Linked DNA regions of Zea mays: region 2 is linked to region 1. A link is a contact called in public Hi-C data. All regions are on one chromosome and are shown on one strand. The core of a region is the stretch at or near the end of the contact, and the rest is flanking DNA. Distances in the headings are between cores, read along the strand shown. Region 1 holds the start of LOC542401 (glutamine synthetase 5). Region 2 has its middle 26 kb from the start of LOC100283142.

Region 1 (2,646 bases), core at 54-2,553:
AATCTAATTTATTTGTAGGGTATGTACAACTTTTAGTCTACTTGGTGCAACAAGACACAATTCTTTTTTCTTCGCAAAGATGAACTGATCTGAGTTGGACCAATGAACAGTAGGCACTGTAGCAGTAAATAACACGGAACCGTATGGTTCATGCCACTTGGATGGTAGAAGTGCAAACTTACAAGGATGTTGTTGCCCCTCCTGAATGGGTCCTTGAAGATGGCCTGCGGGCTGCAGCACATGCCCAAGAGAAAGGATCGTTCAGTAAAGCAAACAGAAAGGAATGCGTCCAAGCCTGGCGTGCCATGACACTTACTACAGGATGACCTCGCTGTCCTCGCCGGGGGCCTGGCCGGTGCTGGAGCCGTCGTAGTTCCACTTGGGCAGCTTGCTGGGATCGGTCACCGGGCCCGGGAGGGTCTGCACCAGAACCAACCAGATCAGTATGATTTTACTACGAAGTAGAACAGAGAAACAAAAATAATTGCAGTGATAGTGGTGAGCAGAGCTCTGATGTATGTATAAGCCAAATAACAGATCAGCGGATGAGCTCAGGGATAAGTGATAGGTGACGACGAGTCACAACCACCAGTATCCCGGGGGGTCCTCCCAGTGCTGGGAATCTGTTATCTTACCCTGGCTTTGCTCCTGAGATCCATGCCAGATCCACCGATCCTGCACCCCAAAAAAGGCACGCGTTAAGATAGGATCAAATCATGTCGACGACAAACCGAACAACTCCTCGCCATATTCCTCGGAGCAGAGCAATCCAAAGACGTGTTTATTATAACAATTAACAACAAAAAAAAACTTGCTTCTTTTGGGAACTAATACTGGCATCAGGGGGGGATCAATTAACGTGTAAGACATCCGATTAGGTCTTTCAGCCAACAGATCATCTGGCGGTGGCCAGCGACAACACCGTATAAGCGGCGCGGTGGCCGGTGAGGGACCCGTGGGCAGGGAATTACCCGATACTCAGGTTAGATATTCATGGGCGAATAAGCGAGCAAATATAACAGATTTTTACTCGGAAAATGAACAGATGAAGCCACTTGATCAGGAAAAAAAAACAGAGCCAGAGCCCCTCTCCCAACCCCGTTCCCGGACGGGGGAAACGCCATGAGAGGGCGGCCGACGGAAACGAGCGCCGTACCATATGTACTCGGCGATGATCTTCTCTGTGGTGTCCGAGAGGTTGAGGTTGACGAGGTCGGTGAGGCAGGCCATGGCCGGCGGCTGCGGTGCGACTGCGACAGGCGGGCGCACGGGCTGGGAACCCAAGGAGGAAGGAGGGGAGGATGTGGCGTGGGATTGAGACGAAGAGATCGGCCCGGGAGGAGGGCGGCTATATAATGGCGACGACCAAGGACGGGAAACCAGTTGGTTGGCGTCCAGCCGGGTAAAAAGTAAAAAAAAAACCAACAAAATACGTATACTTGTACGTTCCACACGTATAAATACGGATACATTTCGAGTTCCGCGTAAATTAATTGTATTAGGTCATATCCTCCGTGCGGTAGGTGCGAGAAGAGGGAGCACCGCGTACTGGTAAGGCGTCAAGCCCCTGCATCTGACATGCGGGACGAGCCTGTTAGAGGCCCACTGCCAGTTAAACGTGGACTCGGACGTGGAGAGATCGGCGTGGGGGAAATATTGAATTGGCGGGGGCAGCTTTATCGCTAGAAGTGGTTGATTTGATTTATGAGTTCCGAGCATAGGGGGTGAAAAAAAGAAAGAAAATTGGACGCTTTTCCGATGTCTGGGGATAGTCCCAAAAGGAGTAGTAAATGATTTTTAATAAAATCTTTTTTATTCAATCGTGCTCCTACCTAAGCCCATGCCCATCTCAACGGCACCAGCTGCAAAATGATTTTTACTGTATACGTACGGACATACGAATGGGGCTGGAGGTTCGAGGTATCTTCCTGAGGCCAGGGATCTTCTACTCCAGCTGGAAGCCGCACACTGCTTTATTGATGGTTCTCTGCATGTAGCGTAGCGATGGGCGAACGGTGCATTGCATTCAGCAACCCACCAGCCACCATATACCATATATGAGAATAGTGACTCCCACTGCCATATACAATTTGGCAGTACAAACTAAAACTATTCATGTACTGTAAATACTTACCTTACTAAAAAATTTAGTTCACGTCATATTAAACGTTTGAATATCAATTACGAGTATTATATAGATGTTTAATTAATTAGGTTTAATAATTATGTCCCGTCTTTTAGTCTTCATCTCCAGTCTTCGTCTCTAAAAAATTAGCTTTATAATTATACTATATTAAATATATAATTATCATTCAAACATTCGATTCGATGTTACAGACACTAAACTTTAGTTGGGTATATTCAAACACCCCCTCCATAAGCGAATCACGCATTCACTAGCATGTACTATTTGTCCACATCACTATATCACATCATACTATAAAATTCATTTATAACTATACAGGTAAATATAAGTCATCTATTTTTCCCCCAAATCATATATGGTTCCTGCACCAACCCCCTTGTATTTATAGGAAAGCATGACGTTAGCAACTACGAACAACCTTTGGCTATGGCTCAAAAATCCTATGTGTAATTTCTTTCTAAAAATAAACTTAAATTCTTCTAAAAACATTAGACTCCATA
Region 2 (2,646 bases), core at 64-2,563, 65 kb after region 1:
CCAGAGCGTCCCCAGATGACGTGGAGTCGCCTAGGAATTAAGAGATCAAATCGAGGAAGAGGTCTTGGATGGACAACTAGATCTTGCCCCTCGGGAGGGGTGAGATCCTAGGGTCGTCTTGGGATCGGCAGGCCACCCAAGACGGATCTAGACGACGTAGAGTCGAATAGGGGTGGAGGGGGATATGCGGAAGACTACAACTAGAACTATGCTACATCTACTCCTAGGGCAGGAAAAGTAAATAAGGTAATTGGTTCGATTGGAATGTGTTCGGGGATTCTCAATCGGTCGTACCCCTTTATATTTATAGGGGAGGAGGTCTGGACCTTTTCCTAAGAGATAGCCAACAAACTCCCACGTGATTAGATGGATAACCACGCACGAGATAAGGATAAACATCCGAGTTAATCTAATCTCGGGACACGCGGACCGTCCGGACCCATGGGCCGGACCGTCCGCTCATTTTGGTGTCCAACACACCTTAAGAGACTCCACATTAAACACCACTGTACATGCCCTAACAGCTAGCTCCTCCATGTCTTTTTCGTTTGTATCGGATTGCACCCGTAATTGTTTCAGCTAATCAAAATTTATATAAATTAGAGAATCAATCCGGTTAGGAATCGTTCCGACCCACCAATTCGAAACAACCGCACTAATTTGGTCGCGTCACGGATCTCAGCTTGTCTGTGCTGCCGGCCAATGAGCCCCTTGCTTCGTGCAGCAGGGAACAAGAAGCTAGAGATCAGAGAGGTTGCTTTGCTTTGGTGCTGCTTGCCTGCTTCCCCTATGTTTTTTTTCACGGATCACCAATTTGTCTGTGCTGCTTGCCTGCTTGCCACCAATTCCTGCCGGTGTCATCCGTGTCCGGCGGTCTGTCACGGTCACGGGCGAGGAGTGGTCCGTCCGTCCGTCTTTGTCGTGGATTCAATTCATTCATTCACACTCCAATAAAAAGTCGGCAGCAAATAACGGAGACCCCCCAACTGAGTTGAATTCAGTTCACAGTTTGAGTTCAGCAGAGAGAACGGGAAGGGCCGTGTCGCTGAGTTGTGGCTAAGAGATAATCAATCGTGTTGCCGCCGTGGTAAGTTACGTAGGAATGCATGCAGGCCGGGAGCGGGAGCGGGATCGGAGGGAGGGATGAAAGGCTACTACTGGCTCTCTTGGTCTTGGATTCCCTTTTGTGACTTGGACGTTGTCCTGAGCGCGCTGTAGATGGAAATGGAATCTCCCGTTAGACTTGTGGCCCTTGTTCAGGAATCTCAGCCTACCTACCAGGAGCTGGATCTGGTACTGGTAGGGACCAATTAGTGGAGTACCACTGCTCCATGTGGCTATAGAGCCGTAGAGGTCGCCTTTTGGTCCCTCTGTCCTCTGTCGACCGCATGTGTTTCGTCATCGAGCTATTATGTTCAGCGGACTCCGCATGGCATGGAGATGTTGCTTGTTTGTTTTGTAGGAGAGCCTATAATAAAACCAGACTTTTAAACTTTCTATATAACCTCCACTTTTCTGAGCCCGACCCTGGTTTTCGAAAGCTAAACTGAGAAGTTATCCAAAAAAAAAAAACTCAAATAAACAGGATCTTCTGTGATCCCAACACAACACGCAAACACCACCCGGAAACGCTGGCTGGTCGCCGTACTGGCCGGACTGCGCGCGCCGTATACGTTGAACGACTTTGCATTCGGCACGACATTATCATTCCAGTCGCTCTGCCGTCTCTTTCGTCGGGCCTTAGCTGCTCATCGAGATTCACAGATCCTACCTACCGTCCTCCGCCGCCAGCTGACGGGCTGAGAGCCTGCGACACGATATAGGAGTGACGGAGGCACAGAGCGCCGAGGCGGCGACTGCTGCTGACGGCCGGCAAGTCATCATCGGTGCGCGGGAGATGGGGTGGCAGGCCCAGGTTAGATGGGCCGCTGAAGGCAAGGGGGGGCCCGACGTCTTCGAGTTGCATGCATGCAAACGTTGTGCTGGACTGTAATGTATCTCAACGAGGCCCATTGGCTAATTGGAGGCGACGAGCTTCCAGGGGTTATATTAAATGTCAGCATTACAGTCAGACTCGAGAAAATCTCTACTACTCTATATGAAGGTATTGTAGGCGTCCACACACCATGGTTCTGCCGCGACCGTCCTCCCCGCCCGCCCCGCCATCAGCGCTCGGTCGACACCGCGCCGCCACAATCAACGCGGATCCACGGGCCCTCCTCCCCACCCGCCCCGCCATCAGCGCTCGGTCGACACCGCGCCGCCACAATCAACGCAAATCCGCGGGCCCTCCTCCCCACCGCCTTCCACCGCCGCCGCAATGGAAGGTCATCCGCGCTGTGGATCCACAACCTCAAATCCTCCCAGATCCGTGCCCCACGTGCCGCGCCTGCACCCGCCGTGTGCCCGCCTCCACCGCGCCAGCAGTGCTCTCGCCAGAACCACGCATGCGGATCTCCCCGTCCGACCACAGACCTCCCCGCACGCGCGCCTGCAAATGGATCTCACCCGACGCCCCCGCCACACACGCCGTGACCTCCGTCGCGCCCTCACCTCCGCCGCACCCTACCAATCCTACTAACTGTAGTTGTTGTTGGCGAGGGACGTCATCGCCACTAGATCCGGAAGAGAGCAACCATGGGGAGG

What was found. A called contact is a pair of places that touch in the nucleus more often than the background predicts.
Region 2: a contact with region 1 is called in a Hi-C map of leaf, with 9 times the contacts expected there. The contact joins the enhancer-like site here to the promoter of LOC542401 in region 1. A contact is called at or near these places in 12 of 25 Hi-C or Micro-C datasets (bundle sheath, ear, endosperm and 2 more) and 2 of 3 datasets of contacts at active chromatin or transcription factors (leaf and seedling).

The regions. Positions count from the first base shown.
Region 1 is chr4:172,174,653-172,177,298 of Zm-B73-REFERENCE-NAM-5.0, forward strand. LOC542401 (glutamine synthetase 5) reads right to left here and starts at 1,304. Exons shown (of 10, transcript NM_001111974.2): 1 at 1,157-1,304; 2 at 636-675; 3 at 317-420; 4 at 183-231. The coding sequence starts at 1,230.
Region 2 is chr4:172,239,793-172,242,438 of Zm-B73-REFERENCE-NAM-5.0, forward strand. No RefSeq gene overlaps it. Among protein-coding and RNA genes, the nearest start is that of LOC100283142, 26 kb to the right of the region's middle. Within about 2 kb of position 1,314, at least 19 of the 20 cell types and tissues checked have an H3K27ac peak or open chromatin away from gene starts, as enhancers often do. A contact at or near this core is called in bundle sheath, ear, endosperm and 3 more, where this site is marked.